2 separate regions of the Mus musculus genome follow, and region 1 is linked to region 2. Evidence: chromatin contacts called from public Hi-C data. All regions are on one chromosome and are shown on one strand. Each heading gives the region's core, a stretch centred on a gene start, on an enhancer-like site or on the middle of the called end of the contact. The rest is flanking DNA. Distances are from core to core; before and after follow the strand shown. Region 1 has its middle 3.6 kb from the start of Gm34337. Region 2 overlaps Gm19277 (predicted gene, 19277).

Region 1 (4,967 bases), core at 783-3,282, 170 kb before region 2:
AAATCAAGTATGATGGCATGTGCCTGTAATACCAGTACTGAGGATGCGGAGGCAGGAGGATTGCCACAGTGTGAGTCCAGTGTATCTATGTAGTGAGTTCCACAATAACCAGAACTATGCAGCAAGGCCCTGCTTTGACAAAAAAAAAAAAAGAAAAAAAAAAAAAAAGAACAAATTACAACAATTTGCTATAATAAAATTATGTAATTATGAACTTTCTCACAAAATATGTTATTATACTATATCAATCTACATACAGTTGCTATGCTGTGAGATGATACAATGCCTATATCAGAAGACAGAGTGACAATGACTTAGGCATTAGCATGGTGCTGGACCATATCTACAGGCTACTCTAACAGGCATTGTGAAAGGGAAGGGGCTGCTAGGATAACAGAGAAGCCTTCTGAGGAACTAAGGGAAAGGTAACACATAGAGTGTGGATACATTGTATACCATACAGCACAGATACACTGTATACCATACAGCACAGATACACTGTATACCATACAGCACAGATACACTGTATACCATACAGCACAGATACACTGTATACCAGGATGATTCCCTTAGCAGGCTGCCCAGAGTTGAGTGGTAACAAGTCATCACGCTATTTGACATGTTGTGCAATTTAAAACTCAGTAATTGTTTGTTTCTGGAATTCTCCACTTAATACTTTCAGGCCCTTGACTTTGGGCCAATGAAACCTCAGAAGGCAACACTGAGCATCCCTGCTTGCTCTGCTCTAGTCAAATAGGTCCCCACCGAGCCTTCCCCACAGGGCAACAGGTGGGGGAGGAGGCTCTGAGCTGGAGCCAAACCAGTCTTGAGTTGTTCCTGGGACTCAGTTTCTCACTTGTCAAATGGTACTGACATCTGCTTTGCCTGCTACAAGGCTGTCGGGAGAAGAAATAAACTACTTCTTCCTCTTCTTCTTCTTCTTCTTCCTCTTCTTCTTCTTCTTCCTCTTCTTCTTCTTCTTCTTCTTCTTCTTCTTCTTCTTCTTCTTCTTCTTCTTCTTCTTCTTCTTCTGTTTTTCAAGACAGGGTTTCTCTCTATAGCCCTGGCTGTCCTGAAACTCACTTTGTAGACCAGGCTGGCCTCGAACTCAGAAATCCGCCTGCCTCTGCCTCCGGTGTGCTGGGATTAAAGGTGTGCGCCACCACCGTCCGGCAGAAATAAACTTCTTAAAAGGCTCCATGGATGAGGAGATTCACTCTTGGGGAAAGTTAATATACACCATCTCTTTCTCTTTCCCTACAATTTCCACGATAACCAGTGTGATTTCCTCTTTGTCTCCTTCTCCCTCCTCCCCTATCCTTCCTTATCTCTCTTTTCTCCATCCCTCCCTACTCCTTCTCCTTCTCTTCCCCCTCATCTTCCCCCTCCTCTTCCTCTCCTCTTTCCCCTCCTCTCCCTCCTCTCCCTCCTCCTCCTCTTCCTCCTCCTCCTCTTCCTCCTCCTCCTCTTCCTCCTCTTCCTCCTCTTCCTTCTCCTCCTCTTCCTCTTTCTTCTCCTCCTCTCCCTCCTCCTCTTCTCCTTCCTAAGACAGATTCTCATTATGCAGCCCAAGCAGTCTGGAACTTGGGGTCCCCTGCCTCTGGGATTACAGATATGCACCACCCTGTCTGTCTGTCCCAGCTTCTTACAACAAATATCCTGCCCACGTGGAACCTCCAAGCTGGGCTCGAGGAGCAAACTCTCCCTCAGAGGCTGCCTCACTCCTGCCATTCAGCCCATCCAAGTGGCTGAGCAGGGCCCCACCTTCAAGCACTGGCATCTTTGCCTGGAGCACTGCCCAATCCTGTGTCCCAGGCACATCCCTGACAGGCCCTGTCTGGCTTTAAGAGGTACAGATGGACAGTGGTCAGTGTCCCCCTCAGTGGGAGGGGGAGGGGCAGACACGTTCTGTGACGTGTTTGCCATGAGGCTAGTGTTTCATATGTTAGCCACTGTCATTACCACAGGTTTCCCCACCCCACTGCCACCAACTACATGGTCATCTCTGTCCTCTGCCACCTTAGGAGAGTGACATGACTCAGTGGCCTTGTCTAGACTCCCCCAAGGATGAACGCCAGCCCAGAATGACTATCCCCATCTTCGGGTGCTTTCCAACTTGGTTTTTCATTGTTTCTCTTTTCACACGCATAGCCAACACCACACAGACAGCACCCCAGATAAACAATGTTAAGTAATTGATGGGTTGCCCCTCCTCGTCCCCCCTTGAGACTTCTGGGAGAGATGTTTGTACATGACCCGGGATGAACGGAAGCAGACTGGATGGGGAGGGGATTGGAGTCCCCAGCTACTCCCCTAGAGCCAAGAGGCCTTTGCTCCACACTGGCGTCTCTTGTCTCTGCCTCCAAGCGACAGTGCACGCCTTGCCCTGCACCAGAGTGTCCTGTGTCTTTCCCCTGTGCCCCGACAAAGCCTGTGCCACGACAAAGCCTGTGCCACAGTGTAAATCGACACTGCCCCCCAGCCTCTCCAGGCAGCTCCTGCACCCAGTCTGACTTTATCATCTTGGGCATTACAACACCTTGTTTCTTTTATGGTCACAGCCACTCTAGTTTTGAATATTTTCTTATCTCTGTCATCTGTTTACTTTGCTCTGTTCAATGACATTTAGCCAAAACATTTTGCACTCTGCTGTCTTCAGGGAATACAGAGGTTGCAGAGACTCGGGGTGTCAACCTAGAAGGCATGACAGACCAAGGCAGGCAGGCAGAGGTGGTTGGCAGGTACCACACCTGGAGATCAGGAGCTGAGACACTTTTTTTTTCCCTGTGGCAGGGACACAAGGAGGCCACAAGAGCCCAGAGCAGCACCAGGCCTCCTCTTCTGTCTCAGAGGCTCAGAGTGGGTCCTTTCTAAGGAATGCTAGGTGTTTTCTACCTCGGAGGTAGCATCATTGTAAAGTGAACATGTTACAGGGAAAGGGGTCCCCCAAAGAAGGGAAAACCTGCTGGGGAGACCAAGCAGGGAAGACAGACAGAAGCATGACTGTCTGCAATGGAGAATTCCGAAATGTGCTGGAGGCAGCTCAAAATAAAAATAAAAATAAAAATAAACTACCAATCTGAAGAAAGCTACACACTGCCCGGAGCACAACAAGCAGCCATTGGAGGCCACAGAGTGCCACCTGGTGGCCATCAGGGGAAATGCTTTGTGTAGGTCTCTGGGTCCACGTCAAGTCCCAGACACTGGTTGGAAGTCTCTAGGGTCCATCGAGAAGTGGAGAGAGAGGGGGCGGGGAGGTGGAGGGGAGGGAGAAGGGGAGAGGAGGGGGAGGGGGAGAGGGAGAGGGAGAGGGAGTTCTGCCCCATAATTCTCTGTGGATTTTCTCCCTCTGCCAGCCCCCAGACCACCACCACACACACCCCTTTCTCTACTCCTAGCAGAGATTCACAGCCATCCGAAAGCCCAGCTCTCAGCTCCGGATTGTGCTGGCGGTAGTGCTCACAGAGAAAAGATTCTAGTTCGAGCTAACCACAAAAGTCTGGGCTAGGAATGTCTCCCTGCTCCTTCTCAAAGTCGGCTTCTCTTCTGTGGTATCCCGTTTGTTTTTGCGCCGACTTCTGTTTTTCATGCAGCCCCTAAGAAGGGCTTTCTCATTCCTTGGCAAACACGGCTAAGTGTCCCTGCCTCCTCATTCTTTAGGGTGGGATCTCTAAACCAGGCCAATTTTACCCTGGACAACCCTTGACAATGTCTGAAGAAGACCTTCTGGGCCGTCACACCTGGTGGAGGGAAGCCGCTGCTGACCCCTAGTGAGAAGAAGCAGGTGATTCAATGTCAAGGCCCACACACCAGCCGTGCCAAGGTCACCAGGGAGAATCCTAGCTGTCTCAGGAACCAGGACCCTTCTAGAAATCTGCTTCCTTAGTCTGTTATAGGACCACAGTACCATATCTGTCTACCTACAGCTCTGACTGCAGTTTTGACTCAGCAGCTACCTGGCTATCCTGGGCTTCTTACGGTCAATCCATCCTCCCTCGGTGTTTCTGGGCAAAGAACTTGGGTCCAGTTAAGAGACACACATCACACCGCAAAACCAGTATCATCCTTTACACGTACACATTTGTATTGAGCGGATTTGATTTTAAACGATGATTATTATATAACGTTCCCCCCCAGCTATCCCTTTTAACAAAGAAACGGTAAAGGCTTGCTAAAGCCCCGAGTAGCAGGCAGAACAAAGAGAAAAATACTCTTGTCAAGTCAAATATGAAAGGCCTAGCGCCCCTAATTATATCTTGGAAGGGATGCTTTGTCCTGGTGACACTCGGGCTGGCTTTGGGCCAGCTCAGGTTTCCCCCTTGAAGATTTTTAGGAAGTTTCATGATATGGAGACATTGTTGAAAAAAAACCCAACTGCTTAACTTCTGCTGAGCAATCTGCTGCAGAGATCAAACCGGCTCCTGCCACTTAGGCGGCTGAGAGCACCACTGGTTATCTCTGGCAAAACGAGCTTGCAATTTTAACCCCGGGCTGCTCAGAGAAGTCAGGCCACTCTGCCTGCTTTCCACCGGCTTTTTGTGTGTGATGTTTCCAAAGGGTCCCCAAGGAAGCTTGCTTCAGAGGTATGGACTGATTCCTGATAGCCGTCGTTCTGCATTCACATTGATTATTAAAGGAGTGAAAAATATTGTTTTTTTTCTTTTGTTACAAAGAAAGTGGTAAGAAAGGCAGCTCCCTCCCTCCCTCTTTCTATCTCTCCCTTATTCCCCCCTCTCTTCCTTCCCTCCTGCCACCTCTCTCTCTTCTGTCTGTGTGTGTCTGTCTGTCTGTCTGTCTGTCTCTTTCTCTCTCAGACAGAACCTTGCACCATACACTCTGCCACCAAGCTATATCCCCACCCCCAATTCAGTTCCAGACACAAAACTCTGAAGCAGCCCATGGGTTACTCTTGTCCTGTTGTAATTTCAAAATTTTAGTTTTTTATTTTGCTTTGTTTTGTAAGACAG
Region 2 (4,648 bases), core at 970-3,469:
ACATGCATATAGAGGCTAGAGGTCTTTGGTGTCTTCTTCTTCAATAGCTCTTGACCTTGCTTTGTTTTATGTATATGTGTATATATGCATGAATGTACGTATGTATGTATGTACGTATGTGTGTATGTATGTATGTATGTGTGTATGTGTGTGTGTATATGTGTGTGTATGTATGTGTGTATATGTATTTGCAGGGTTTCACTGTGTAGTCCTGGCTGGCCTGGAGTTTGCTCTGTAGAACAGGCTGGCCTTGAACTCACAGAAATCTGTCTATTCAGTGCTGAGATTAAAGTCATGTACCACCATGCCAAGCTCTATCTTTTTTTTAAGACAGAGTCTCTCACTGGCCTGGAGCTTCTCAAGTAGGGTAGGTTGGCTGGCCAGGTGAGTCCAGGGAACCTCCTGTCTGCACTCCCCCAATACTGGGATTACAGGTGTGTGGGACAATTTTTATGTGGGTCTGGTGACTGAACTCACCTTAGGTTCTCATGCTTATGCAAGCACATTACTGAGCCTTCTTATGTCAGATTAAAAAAAAATATATTCAATATTCCAAGAGTGTGTGTGTGGTGTGTGTGTGTGTGTGTGGTATGTGTGTGTACGTATGTGTGTAGTGTGGTGTGTGTATGTGTGGTGTGTGTGTAATGGTGAGTGTGTATACTTATGTGTGTAATGTGGTGTATGTGTAGTGTAGTGTGGTGTGTGTATGTGTGTGCATGTGTGAGAGAGGACAACTTCCGAGAGTTGGTTCTTGTTTCCACTGTAGGTTCCAGGGGTTGCACTCGGGTAGACCCTTTCACCCCTGCACCAGCCCCTAGCTCTCCTGCCAGTTTTTGCTGAGTGCCTGCCTTTCTATAGGGACTCTGCTAATGCTCACCTGTGAGCCTTCTATTCTGTGGGAGGTGGCTTTGGGATCAGAATTGGATCCAATGCCTGACTTCACCTTCACCTGGCCCTGAGGACTTTGGAAAGCTAGTTCAACTTTCTAAGACTCTGGTCTTCCTCTGGGACAAGGAATGTGTGCTAAAGGACAGTGAAGATTTTAATAAGATAATAGCACTGGACCAGCATGGTACAGGGCTCCATAGCTGCAAGCCCACTGCCCCTTCCCTATGGGATTAAACTCGGACCCACACAACTCTCCCCTGGAGAGGATGAGGCTGGAGATGGGGCCTGCAGACTGCCCATCTAAACAGATGACTCTGGCTACTAAGACTTGCTGGTCGTGAACTTGAGTTGAGACTGAACATTGGACCAGTTAGTGGGCCACTCTGGACCTCATCCCAGAGAAGCCAGCCAAGGACACTGAGTGATCTTAAATAAGAGATTTAGTGGTGACTGTCTGGCTTCTATTCTTGTTCTCAGTGTTTGGCAGATCCAAACACTGAGAGTCCTGCCCGAGATTCTGTCTGGACATCTTGTCAACAGAGCTATACTGTGAAACTAAGTCCTAGGTGGGAACTAATTCAGAAACTAGTCTGGTATGGAGGAGATAGCCCTAGCTGCGATTTTCTTTCTTCAATAAGAAATTCTCTGGAGCGTTCTGGCCCCCAAATCGTGGCTAGAGGAGTTGGGAGTGTCTCTGACACCATGGAAAAGAGAGTTTGGGGCATTTTCTAGAATGACTGCCCCATGTCATGGCCATACTAAATGCTGATCTCCTTCAAGTTGAGTTTCAAGCCCAGGACAAACAGCTGAGGAACCTATTTAACATATCAAATCAGACCTGCCCTCCAGGTTCTCCCAGCATCCCTTAGTCCTACCCTGTTCTCTACCCTGAACGCTCCAGCCCAGGGTCTGGGCTTCCCTTCCCCAGAGGCTCTTCCCTATATAATCCAGACATTTTGATTACCTGTCCCCTTTTGTACCTCCTGGCTGCTGCACCTGGTTCCCCTCTCTACCTTTCCCTCCCCTGGCCCCTCTCTTCAAATGGCCCAAGGTCATGACAGCTCTGGACTCTCCCAGACATGTCTGCCTCTAACTATGCTCTCCCTTTGTACCTACAATAAACTTTCTCCTCCACCCTACCTAAGAACGGTCATGTCCATTTTCTTTTTCTCATTCACCTCATTTAGAGAAGAGAACAAAGAGGGCAGCGCTACAGACACGGACTTGGAAAGACTGACGTTGACAGATCTGACAGAGGCCATGGGCTCCACGGTTTGCCAGCGTGTGCCTGAAGGTAATGGTTAGGGAAGAGCCCTAGACGTCTCTGGGGCGTGGGGAGCAATCCGAGACGAAGCCCCACTATGCGCATGAGCTGTCCACTCCCTGCTTGGCTCCCATCCTCCTACACCCTTTTTACATCTCATCATCTTCAACAGAACCCAGCCCCTCCCCATGCTCTGCCTGGAGCCAAGCTAACGACTGCTGCTCACGGGACAGTGTCTAGACCTATTGTTTCATCGCACTGACACGGAGAGTATCTGTTGCTCAGGTTATCAAAATGACCTTCCCTCTTGGCCTCCTCTGTTTGCAGAGACTGTGGCGCTAGTGGGAACAAGGTGGCCAGGGCTGAGTGGAGGTTTGAGAGGCAAGCCAGGGTCGCCACCTGCTGGTTGGATGTGGCAATGGCTGCCAGCAACAAGAGCTGGCTGTACACTGATTGTCTGGGTTTGTTAGGGGTCCTCCTGGTACCAGTGGAAGGGGGTAAATGGTTTTTATCTGTATATTTCCTCCACTTCTAGCAAGTAGCCTCCCATTTCTCTACAGTCATCCCTCTGACTCCCTAAGGGAGAGACTATTTTTGCTGGTTCTGGAACTTCAAACATGGAGAATCTCGTGTTGTATGTCTTTCATATCCAGTATGGTGTTTCTGCTCACAGTTTCTGTCTCTACCTTTTAGTGGAGTTTATCAACAATTTTATTTCTTGTGATATTAGGAATACAACACAGATGTGTACTTTGTTACCTGTTGGAAAACACTGGGGTGGACTGAGTGTGGGAATATAACAAGATCGACACATTGTGGCCATTTCTGTAACAGTCATTTTTTTTAAATTAAATTTACTCACTTTGCATCCTAACACCAGCCCCCCCCCCTCACTATCCCCTCATGGAGATCCTCTCCCATTCCTCCCTTCCCTTTTCCTTTGAGAAGGGGAGCCCCCCTCAACATAAAACCTCCTTAATAACCTCCTGTAACTGTCATTTTATGGACATACATTTTCATTCCTTTTCTGACCCCCAGGGTAAGCACACAACTGCTTTGAAAAGGTCCCTTTCCCAGTTGCATTTTGGCTGTTACTTCCTCATATTATCCATCCTCTGACCTTGTGCATTTCCAAGGGTTTTGGTATATTCAGTGTTCTCCAGCCATCAGAACTAAGTCTACAACATTCTCAGCACCTGGAGGAACTCTCTACCCTTTTGCTACCACTCCAGCCTGTCCCTAGCAAAAGTATAACCTGCTTCGTCTCGAAAGATCTATTCTGGACATGTCCTACATGAAAGAAAATGCAGTCCTACTGTGTGTGGCCTTTTGTGACAGGCTTCTTCTGCCCTTGGCATCTTTTCTAAACCATGCATGATCTGTGTGTTCTGTCGGCATCTCATTTCTTTCTATGGCTGAATGATCACTGTATAGAGATGACACATTTGTTGATCCATTCGACAGATGGGCATATAGTGTTTCTGTGGACATTCAAGTTCTCTGGAGTACTACTGAAGGGTAAGATTGCTGGGTCATGTGGTATCTCTGCCCCAGCTATTTCTGAACTCAGGGAGGCTGGTGTGTCCTACCCAAGTCTCCACCCACAGCCAGTGTGCAGCCCCTCCATCTACCAGAGCACTGCATCTGCAGGGAGGACTCCCAGAAGCTCAGGCAGCTCACCTGTTTCTCTCCCAGAGGCTGTAGTCCTGAGCTGTTGCCACACTGGAAATAGTTTTTAACTTATATGATCATTTTCTGTTGTGTATAGCAACAGAGTCTAGGATGGTCACCCGTCGAAGCTAGGAGCCTAAGACGCTGGCACTTTCAAAACTGTGGCATCTGAGAGCTGCATCACCTGAAGTTCCTGGAGATCCAAGTGCAGATGGCCGCTTCCACTAGCGGTTACCCACAGGGGCCAGGTCTCTTGTGTTTAATGCCCTCCCACGAGTCTTCTTATGGTTTAATGTGGAGAATGAATCTTAGGAATGCTGTGGGTACGGAGTCGTGCCTGCTTTCTTCCAGGACCAACTTCTATTCGTGTCTGATTGGCACCATCAGGCGCTTTTCCAGTCAGCCCCTTGCCCTCGCAAAACTAACTTGAGACTATCACATCAGGTTTTCTGCTGAGGACTTCTCTCACTTCTATGAATAAATCTACGGTGTTCTGGGACCGCAGAGGAGTGTGCTTGTGGGTGTGTAGCCTCAAGGGCCACTCCAAGGCAGCCCAGAGAGACATGGGATACTACAGGGATGTTGAGACGGGAACAGCGCCCCTCATTCAGCATCTCGTTGGTGTTTCCTGCTGAGTGTCAAAGATTTTAAACAACCACTGAGAATTCTGCATTCAGAGGCAATGTTCTTTTCTAAGAGATGTCTTCAGCAGGATGCAAAACACAGTATAGTAGGCTTGGCTTGCTCAGAGCCCGAATGTTTGAGATCTCTGAGTTCGGTCCCCTCAAACCTCTCTCCTGCCTACACCCCAACAATGTACCCTGC

What was found. Hi-C and Micro-C count contacts between places; a contact is called where the count stands out from the background.
Region 1: a contact with region 2 is called in a Hi-C map of the N1E-115 cell line, with 6 times the contacts expected there. The contact joins two enhancer-like sites. A contact is called at or near these places in 4 of 39 promoter capture datasets (the 3T3-L1 cell line, embryonic stem cells, hippocampal neurons and 1 more), 1 of 15 datasets of contacts at CTCF or cohesin (embryonic stem cells) and 6 of 484 Hi-C or Micro-C datasets (the N1E-115 cell line, cerebellum, cortical neurons and 2 more).

Annotation. Positions count from the first base shown.
Region 1 is chr15:85,314,011-85,318,977 of GRCm38.p6, reverse strand. No RefSeq gene overlaps it. Among named protein-coding and RNA genes, the nearest start is that of Gm34337, 3.6 kb to the right of the region's middle. Within about 2 kb of position 2,032, at least 7 of the 459 cell types and tissues checked have an H3K27ac peak or open chromatin away from gene starts, as enhancers often do. A contact at or near this core is called in the N1E-115 cell line, where this site is marked.
Region 2 is chr15:85,149,427-85,154,074 of GRCm38.p6, reverse strand. Gm19277 (predicted gene, 19277) reads left to right here. Exons shown (of 3, transcript NR_040360.1): 2 at 2,076-2,182; 3 at 3,921-4,648. Among named protein-coding and RNA genes, the nearest start is that of Gm19277, 4.4 kb to the left of the region's middle. Within about 2 kb of position 2,219, at least 22 of the 459 cell types and tissues checked have an H3K27ac peak or open chromatin away from gene starts, as enhancers often do. A contact at or near this core is called in the N1E-115 cell line, where this site is marked.